2 separate regions of the Macaca mulatta genome follow, and region 1 is linked to region 2. Evidence: chromatin contacts called from public Hi-C data. All regions are on one chromosome and are shown on one strand. The core of a region is the stretch at or near the end of the contact, and the rest is flanking DNA. Distances in the headings are between cores, read along the strand shown. Region 1 holds the start of FCHO1 (FCH and mu domain containing endocytic adaptor 1). Region 2 holds the start of MAP1S (microtubule associated protein 1S).

What was found. A called contact is a pair of places that touch in the nucleus more often than the background predicts.
Region 1: a Hi-C map of cortical neurons shows a contact between it and region 2, with 3 times the contacts expected there. The contact joins the promoter of FCHO1 here to the promoter of MAP1S in region 2. A contact is called at or near these places in 3 of 14 Hi-C or Micro-C datasets (blood, cortical neurons and fetal cortex germinal zone).

The regions. Positions count from the first base shown.
Region 1 is chr19:18,252,415-18,257,479 of T2T-MMU8v2.0, forward strand. FCHO1 (FCH and mu domain containing endocytic adaptor 1) reads left to right here and starts at 1,834. Exons shown (of 22, transcript XM_077978433.1): 1 at 1,834-1,893. LOC144336861 (a long non-coding RNA gene) reads right to left here. Exons shown (of 5, transcript XR_013409266.1): 1 at 4,968-5,065; 2 at 3,360-3,437.
Region 2 is chr19:18,215,812-18,220,783 of T2T-MMU8v2.0, forward strand. MAP1S (microtubule associated protein 1S) reads left to right here and starts at 2,892. Exons shown (of 7, transcript NM_001265723.1): 1 at 2,892-3,015; 2 at 4,332-4,433. The coding sequence starts at 2,898.

The sequences.
Region 1 (5,065 bases), core at 584-3,083, 36 kb after region 2:
TGGATCACGAGGTCAGGAGATCGAGACCATCCTGGCTAACATGATAAAACCCCGTCTCTACTAAAAACACAAAAAATTAGCCAGGTGTGGTGGCGGGCACCTGTAGTCCTAGCTACTTGGGAGGCTGAGGCAGGAGAATGGCGTGTACCTGGGAGGCAGAGCTTGCACAGCAAGCTGAGATCCTGCCACTGCACTCCAGCCTGGGCGACAGAGAGAGACTCTGTCTCAAATAATAATGATAATAGGCCAGGCGCAGTGGCTTATGACTGTTAATCTCAGCACTTTGGGTGGCCGAGATGGGAGGATTGCTTTAGCCCAGGGGTTTGATACCAGCCTGGGCAACATGGGGACACCCTGTCTCTATTAAAAAAAAAAAAATTAAAGAAAAAAATAGGAGAAAGCTGAGTGTGGGGTATACAGGAACTCTCTGTATTATCTTCACAATAATTCTATAAATCTAAAACTGCTCTAAAATAAAAGGTTTATTTGGAAATAAAATGAACTGGCCAGTTTCAGTGCTTCATGACTGTTGTCTCAGCATTTTGGAAGCTGAGGCAGGAGGATTACTTAAGCCTGAGAGTTTGAGGCTGCAGTGAGCTATGATCATGCCACTGCACTCCAGCCTGGGCAACTGAGCAAGACCTCATCTCTAAACAACGAAAGAAAGAAAAGAAAGAACATCTGTAGCTGCCTTGGAGAACAGGGATTGTGTAGGGCTGGGATGGAGGGAACAAGAAGCACAAATAGGAAACTGAGGCAGCATCCAGGCTGAAGATAATTGGACCACTGTGGGGTGTAGGAAAATGAATTTGGAACTGTTTCAGAGACACTGAATCCACAGGATGAAATGCTGGTGATGAAGGGAAGAGAAGATCCTTAGGGTCTCCCAAGCTTCTGGTCTGTGCTCCTGGGCTGCCCTGACTGAGCCTGGGAGGCTGGTGGAGAGAGGCAAGAGCAATCAGCCGGGTGCCCTGTCCCTAAGCAGAGGGTAGAACGGGGGACTGGCAGGTGTTGTGTAAGTTTATTTTTTCTTTTTCTTCGTTTTGTTTGTTTTTTTAAGACGAAGTCTCACTCTTGTCACCCAGGCTGAAGTGCAGTGGTGCGATCTCGGCTCACTGCAACCTCTACCTCTCGGGTTCAAGTGATTCTCCTGCCTCAGCCTCCGGAGTAGCTGGGGTTACAGGCAGCTGCCACCACGCCCGGCTAATTTTTGTATTTTTAGTAGAGACGGGGTTTCACCATGTTGGCCAGGCTGGTCTCGGACTCCTAACCTCAAGCAATCGAGTTCGACCTCCAAAACAGAACTGTCATATGTCCTATGAGGGGATGACCTCCTGTGCAAGGGGCCGGATCCCGGGGCTGCCCTAGGCCGGCTGCAGACTTGCTGTGTGGCCTCCAAACAAGACCTTGCCCTCTCTGAGCCTCAGATTTTCCACTTGTAAAATAAAGACCAATAACGTTCCGGTTACAGGCTTGTGGGGGGTCATCAAATGAGCCCTGCCTGGGCGATGAATAAACGTTGGTCGCTCCTTACCCTTTACCACTGACTCTCAGGGGGAAAGAGTGGCGCCTGTCTCTTTAAATTATGCAAATGGCTGCGGGTGGCGTAAAGGGGGGGACTATTAAAAAGATCCTGGTCTTAGGCTGGACCAATCAGCGCGCTGGGCTGGCGGAGACGGCCGTCTAAATGGCCCAATGGGGGACTGCGCGGGATCAGAGCCCGCCCTGCCTCCTGGCGCCGTCGCGGGGGTGGGGACTTTGTAGGCCACGCCCAGGGGGCGGAGCCAGTCGGCAGCCGCGCCGCAGCCGCGGAGGGAGGGGCGGGGCGGGCTCGGGTGTCAGCGACCGAGCCGCAGGTGGCGGCGAGCGCGGGGCTCGGCCGGAGCTCAGGAGGTGAGTGTTGCCCCCCGGAACCCCCTGGGACACCCTGGCCCGCGCAGCCTCCCACGCGCACCGTGCCCTGCAGCCCCGGCGGCTGCGGAGGGCAAAGGCGCGGCGGGACGCGAGGGATGGAGAGCAGGGGTTAGGGGCTAAGCGGTGGGCGCCCCGGCTTCTTCCCCAAGTGGTAATCGGGGGTCCGCAGGCGGAAACGGGGACCGCTCCCCAAATCCACCGTCTCCTGGCCTAGAACCGAGCGTGCACGGGGGCGGTGACGACGCGAGACCCCTCCCCAAATCCTTTTATTCTAAGCCTAGGTCTGGGTTCTGGGGCTGCAAAGATGGGGGCGCCGCTCCCCTTCCAGCCTGGAACCCTGGGCGGTGGCCGAGATGGGGACCACCCGCAAATTCCCTCTTCCCAGCTCCGGCCTGCAGACCACCGGGGACCGAGGATGAGGTACCCGCTTCCCTTTTCCTCCACTGTGAACCCCTCTCCAGGCCTGATGGCTGGAGGAGCTGGAGGGTCACCTGGCCCCTCCTCTAATCTGCCCCATCCCAGTCCCCCACCTCAAGGATGGGGTGGGAGGCGTTTCACTGGCATCTTCTGTGCGGACCCCAAGGTTGGAATTTTGGGGAGGAGGTCAGTGTGGGGTCCCCTGCCTGGCACGGTTTATCCAGGCCAGGCCTTGAAGGGCCTGGAGCCTGGACTTGGGGGGGTCCCTCTCTTACTGAGGGGCGGGGTGTACAGCTAGCATCTGTTCCTGGGGATTAAAATAAATCGAGGTAAATTAGGATCTTGCCAGAGGCTGGCTGTGAGTGGGGTGCGGAGGAGGTTTGGGTGGTGGGGGGCCCCTCCATCTGCCTTGGATCCCCCGAGTCACCTGCCCCAGCCGCAATGGGGACCAGGAGGCAGAGTCGAATGGACCTGCTTCACTGGTGACCTTGGGCAGGTGACAGCGCCTTCCCAAACCTCGGTTTCCTCTTTTGAAAATTGAGGTTGGGAGCTTCGGACCCTGCATTTTACAGATTCTGAACTCACCCAGCCCACATTTTGTCTGATGGTGATTCACTCTTTTGCTTAACATGTGGGTGGTTTGGGGTCAAGAGAGTATTGGGTTTGGAGACCCTCCCACAGTGCCTTGCTATCCTCTGAGCCTCAGTTTACTGCACTGCAAAATAGGTTGATGATGACACTCTGATATTGGGGCTGGGGGTATGGGGGCAGGGAGTAAAACATAGGACCAAGCTGCAATCATTGGGACGGGGCATCACCACCCTGGTCTCACCAGTGGGGCCACCTAGGGCACACCCTGACCCACATACCATCACCCACACCAGGGGCGAACCTGTTCTTGGGCGAGGTCCTGGGCAGGAGGAGGTGGGAGTTGCCAGGCCAGCTCATGCCCTGTCCCTTGGAGCCCCCTCCCAGTGGTGGGCACAGGGCTGGGAGTCTGACACCCCCAGGTTTGAATTTGCCCCTACCTGTGTGTGTTTTCACTTGGTCCCTTGGTTTGTTCTTCTGTGAAATGGGCTGAATTCCTCTGGGAGGATGAGAGGAGTCTGTGGGAGGAGGAAGCTCTGTAAATACAGACATGATCATTATGATATTAATGACAGCATTAGTGCTCTTTAAATCGGGTCACAGCTGACCAGGAGGAGGGAGGGGAAGGGGGAGTCTACCAAGGGCATTGCCGAAGGAGACTCTAGCACCTGGGAAAGTTAGGCATACAGTAGGCATTCGATAGATGTTTGCCAAATGAAGTGAGGAAGAGGGAGGAGACCCATGGGGAGAACAGAAAATTCCTGAGAATCCCTGGCTCAGATCCCCACTTGGTGGCCTGAGTGTGTGACCTGGGGCATGTGCCTCAGTTTCCCCATCGTGGTGCTGGTCGAGATAAGACCCTGCCTTGAGGTGCGGTGGTGAGAATCAAGCCAGATTGTATAAGTGATCGCAGCCCAGGTGGCTAAGCCAAGAGGGGAGACATGACATAGTGGGTCATGGAAACAGCATGGTACCTGCCTGAACCAAGTGACCGGTCCGTGGGAAGGATGAGGAAACCGCTGCTACTGGCCCTACTGTACATTCACTGGGGTCCGAGAGAGAGAGGGAAATGGCAGATCCTGCTTCCCAGGATCCTGGAAGCCAGATCCTGCTTCCCAGGATCCTGGAAGCCAGATCCTGGAAGGTCAGGAGTGGCCCAAGGTCACCAGGCAAGACGTCAGTGGCTCTGGACACCCAGCCAGGCACCACTCAATTCCCAGAATGGGAGCTCGGGTCTTGCCTTTGTTGCTGATGTGGTTCCTGCTTTGTTTTAACTGTTCTGGGGCTGCTTACATGTCTCAGCCCCAGGTTTGCAAGACTTGGTGCCGGGAAGGCAGGATGGGGACCTCTGAGTCAGCTGGCAGTGTGCTGTGTGACCTTGGGCAAGTCTCTGGCTGTCTCTGGGCTTTGTGCTGGCGCTGTACAGGCTGGGAGACTTGGGTTCTAGCAGGGCTGACTTCTCCATCAGACCCAACAAGCCCGATGTCTCAGGCTCACAGTGCTTTTAGGGGTCCGTAGGTTGATGTTTTCACTTCTTTTAAAATCCGAAGGGAAAAAAAATGAACTTTTGGGTTGAAGGAAACATTTTTGTGTGTAATATTAATATATTCATGTTTATGCCAATGTAATTGGCAAATATAGTTTTGTTTTGTTTTCAAGACAGAGTCTCTCTCTGTCGCCCAGGCTAGAGTGCAGTGGCTCGATCGCAGCTCACTGCAACCTCCATATCCCGGGTTCAAGCGATTCTCCCGTCTATCTCTCTCTCTCTCTCTCTCTCTCTCTCTCTCTCTCCCCCCCCCAAGTAGGTGGGACTACAGGCACGTGCCACCACGCCCAGCTAATTTTTGTATTTTTAGCGGAGACGGGGTTTCACTGTGTTGGCCAGGATAGGTTTGATCTCTTGACCTCATGATCTCCCCGCCTCGGCCTCCCAAAGTGTTGGGATTACAGGCGTGAGCCACCGCGCCTGGCCATGTCTTCCCCTTTCTGAGTGCATTTCCCTCTCTGAGCCTCAGTTTGCCCCCTCTGTGAAGCGGGTATCGGCCTACCTCGGGATGGCAAGATGTTGAATGCCTGGGCTAGGGTTGGTGCTCACTTATTTCCCAATTGTTGTCATGATTAATATTTGTTCGGTAAGAACAGCTCC
Region 2 (4,972 bases), core at 1,642-4,141:
GATCCCAGCTCACTGCGATCTCCACAGCCCAGGCTCAAGTGATCCTTCCACCTCAGCCTCCTGAGTAGCTGGGATTACAGGCGCGCACCACCACACCTGGCTAATGTTTGTATTTTTAGTAGATATGGAGTTTCACCATGTTGGCCAGGCTGGTCTCAAACTCCTGACCTCAAGTGATCTGCCCGCCTCAGCCTTCCAAAATATTGGGATTACAGGTGTAAGCCATTACGGCCAGCCTGACCATATCTATATTAAACCTCAATAAAAATGTTAAAATGAGAAAATGATTGTCACGAGAAGATGAGAATATCCAGCAGTCCTGAGGGTCCAGGGTTCCATTTTCCCCGCAAATGCCATCAGCTGACCCCTCTGGGGATGGTGACCTTGAAACAGTCATGGAGCTGGGCCAGAAACCAGAGACCTGAGTCCCATGCCTGAGATGTGAGCAGTGGTCTCACAGGCTTCTCAATTTCTAGGAAAATGCGCCCCACATGCCCCACACCAGAGTACTCAAGCCTGGGAGATGCTTTGGGACAGGAAGACGTTATCCCCCAAAAACCCAGTGGGGGAGACCTTCGCCCCCAAATCAGATCCCCCTGGTGGAGACATTTCTTCGCACCTCAGGCCCTGTAAGACCAACTAGTAATAGAACTAATACCAACAGGCTGGTGCAGTGGCCCATACCTATAATCCCAGCGCTTTGGGAGGCCAAGTGGGGCAGATGACTTGAGGTCAGGAGTTCGAGACCAGCCTGGCCAACATGGTGAAACCCCATGTCTCTACTAAAAATACAAAAATTAGCCAGGCATGGGGATGGGCACCTGTAATCCCAGCTACTCAGGAGACTGAGGCAGGAGAATCCTTTGAACTGAGGAGGTGGAGCTTGCAGTGAGCAGGCGAGATCATGCCACTGCACTCCAACCTAGCCTGCTTGAGAGAATGAGACTCTCTCTATCTCTCTCTCTCTCAGAGAATGATTCTGGCATGGGCGACAGAGTGAGAATCCGTCTCAAAAAAAAAAAAAGCATTATTACCAAGAATCGTAACTCAGAGCGTGGGCAGAAGGAAGTGGATAGCCTTCCATTCAGAAGCTCCTGGGTTCAAATCCTGGACCCATCCATAAATACACAAGGAATGAATGAATGAATGAATGAATGGTAGACCAATAGGCCTTTCAGCCCATTCCAAAAGACTTTATCGTATCCCTTTTCAGATGCCCAAGCCTCGTGTTGCACAAGGCCAGGGCCCCAGAGAGGCCTCAGGCTTCCAAAAGTTTCCAGCCTTGTAGGGGAGATAGTGCCCGAAACAGACACTCTCACTGGTATTACTGCTCACAGCAATAACAGAAGAAATTACAGGCAGGCGAGACGCAGGGAAGGGAGCCAAGGGGGAGGGACAAGGATAGAGGAAGGATGCCAGAACCAAAAAGAGAGAGAGGAAGTGTAGTGCAAGAATGGTAGACGGCACGTGGCCAGTGGCTGTTACACACTGGCCAGGGAGGAAGTTGGGCTGAACAACCCAGATAATAAACGGCAGCGGGAGGCTGATTCTCCTTCCCAGATCTTTCCCATTTCTGTCCTGCTTTGCTTTGCATAGTCCCAGAGATGGGGAGCTCACTCCTGAGGAAGGCGGCTCAATCTTTCCTGGGCATGGGCCACTGTCCAAAAAGTTCCATCCAAAAGTTCCAAGCAAGATGATTTGTCAAGTAGTAGCTCCTATGCGTCAAAGGGCTGAAGGGGACCAGGCGCAGCAGCTCACGCCTGTAATCCCAGCACTTTGGGAGGCCAAGGCAGGAGGATCACTTGAGGTCAGGAGTTCGAGACCAGCCTGGCCAACATGGTGAAACCCCATCTCTACTAAAATACAACAGTTAGCAGGTTATGGTGGTGGGCGCCTATAATCCCAGCTACTTGGGAGGCTGAGGCAAGGGAATTACTTAAACACGGGAGGCAGAGGTTGCAGTGAGCTGATATCGTGCCACTGCACTACAGCCTGGGCAGTAGAATGAGACTCTATCTCAATAAAACAAAATAAAATAAAATAAAATAAAAGGGCTAAAGGGGATTATCTGGGGGGAGAGAGGTGTCCAAGTGTGCAACACAGGCAGTCCCTTGCATAGGCTGGATCGAGAGTAAGACCCACTTGGGTTCAAACCGGCTCTACCACTTAGACAGGCTTGGTGACTTCATCCCTCCAAATCTCAATTTCCTCTCCTTTCCTCTGAAAGTGACCACAGTAACTGTGCCTACCTCATCGCTTTGTGCTTGTATGTAATGAGCTAATGCAATAAAATGCCTGGCGCACGGGAGGTGCAGAATAACTGTTGCCCTGTTCTAGGCAGGCCCAGAGTGCTTCGGTTGTGTCCCAAACACACATGTACTTTCTTACCTCTAAAACTTTGCACGTGCTGTAAACTTCTGCCTCAGGTGCTCTTGCCCCACCACACACACAAGGCAAACTCCTACACATCCCTTAAAGCCCTACCTACAAGATAGAGCTCTTTTCTCTGTTCAAGTCCTGACCTAGAGAGCTGGGACCATCCATAGGCGCCGGGTTCTGATCCGGCCTACTGTCATGTGATGTGAGTTCCTGGGGGGCAGGAATTCTGATCCACATGCACCAGGCACGCGATCAAAGCTTGTTCAATTAAAAAAAAAAAAGTGAATGAATGAATGGTCACTTGGGAGAGGCGGCTCCCAAGCGGACACCCGGGAGTCCGCCAACCCCTTTAGGCCCCGCATTCCCTGATCTCCACGACCTCAAAGGGCCTGTAGGTGGTCGACAAAAAGGGGCGGGGAGGGGGTGGTTCCGGGCGGGGTCTTCAGGCCTTCCGGTGCGGCCCCTTTAAGAGGCGGGGCCTGCGGGGCGGGCGCTGAGAACGCCGGGGCGGCCCGAAGATGGCGGCGGTAACTGGGTCTGGGCTTGCAGCGGCCCCGAGCTCGCTGCTCCTCGTGGTGGGCAGCGAGTTCGGCAGCCCAGGGCTCCTCACCTACGTCCTGGAGGAGCTCGAACGAGGTCGGGCTGGCCCGGGGGCGTGCGGGAGCCCGGGAGGCGGACACGTTCGCGCGTCTGGGCCCGGGGCCGGGGGGGTGGGGCGGCTGCGGCGGGGCCCGGGCTCCGGGGCGGGGGTCGCGGGCCCGGGGTTGGGTCCCCTTCACCGTTAGGCGCCCAACGCGAGCAAAGGCGGGTTCCTGTGGGTGCCCATGGAGGAAGTGGCATCGGGGCCTGGGCTGGGGCAGGGCTGCCCCGCCCCAACTCCGGGTGAAGATCGGGGAGGGGACACGGGCCTGGGCCTGGGGACCCGTGCAGTTGGACCACGGCTCCGCTTCTCTCCTGATTGGCCCGCCCGGGGGGAGGGCTTGGGGTCGCTTTGGATCTCTAGGTCTTAGCAGCTTAGAGATCTCCCGGAGGGAGAAGCAGATATGGGGGAGGCTGGGCCAGGAGCCCCGGGGCCCGCTTTCTGTTGCCGCACAAGGAGCTGCTAATTGGGGTGTGGGCGGGTGCGGCCTGCCCTGGGGATTTGGCACCTAGGTAGTTGAGTCATAGGTGCACCTGCCAGGTTCACCTGCAGCCACTTGGCACAGTGGTACTGGCACAGTGGGACTGGCGGGCGTGATGCGCCCGTGGGTGGAGATGGGTGTTCATCCCCCATTCCACGGAGCATCTGGACCTGCGCGTTTCATTGCGTGTAAAATGGGACAGGAACACGCACCTCGGTTCATGTGCTTGAGGAGTGTTTAGTGAGCACCTGTTATGCGCCAGGCCTTTGGGCAGTGGGCACAGGGATATGGCCGGGATGATAGACAGGTTCAGCCCTGCCAGCACAGGTCTGGTGGGGGGATGGACCCAAAGCCAGTGAGGAGATGGAAGAAGCTTCCAGCTCACATGGTGTCAGGAGGCATCAGAAGGCTGCAAGGGACTGCGAGGACAGTCAGTCTTAGCACCCGAAGGTGCTGAGGGGGAAGGGCCCTTGGCCAGTAGGAACAGGTGGGGGCGGCAGGGGGATGGGCTTCCAGGCAGGGGGAACAGCTGTTGCAAGGGCGGCGAGTGGAAATGGGTCTGACAGGGCATAGGAGCAGCGAGGAGGTGGAGATGGAGGAGGTGGAGGCTTTGTTGCTGATGAATCTTGCCTGTAAAATGATGAGGTGTGCTCTGGGTGCCCTGGCTCAGCTGCAGTGAGACCTGAAGGTGTTGGGTACTTTTGAGTCTTCAAGCTGTGAGTGAAGGGAGGAGGCTGGGGCGCTCCCCACCCACGGGGTGCTCATTATTCAAATATCCTGGGAGCTGGGAGGCCTGGCTGAACTCCCGCCTTGATCCCTCCTTCTCACCAGGCATCCGGTCTTGGGATGTCGATCCTGGCATCTGCAACCTCGATGAACAGCTCAAGGTCTTTGTGTCCCGACACTCTGCCACCTTCTCCAGCATTGTGAAAGGTGAGGCTGGGGTCCCCCTGGCTGCTCCCTACCTCTTGTTCACTGGGCAAGTGCCAGCCGTGTGCCAGGCATGGGGGGTGGGGTGCAGCTGTAAATAACAACAGTAGTAATACAGCTGAGACCTTTCAAATGTAAGCCCTGACCTAGTGATAACCCCTTCAGTCCTCAGCAACCCACAGTGCAGGAACTGGTATTTTTGTCCCCGATTGACAGATGAGGAAACTGGTACTGAAGGGGGAAGAGGCAGGGAGCTCTCTGAGGAGGGAGTTTTTTAATGATAAATGCTATGACTGGTATGTCCAGTGGGAGGGAAGCGCCCCAGCCAAGACCCAGCAGTGGACAGAACATCTAGAATGGACTGGGCACGGTGGCTCATGCCTCTGATCCCAGCACTTTGGGAGGCCACGGTGGGTGGATCACTTGAGGTTAGTTCAAGACTAACCTGGCCAACATGGAGGAACCCTGTCTCTACTAAAAATACAAAAATTAACTGGGCGTGGTGGCAGGCACCTGTAATCCCAGCTACTTGGGAGGCTGAG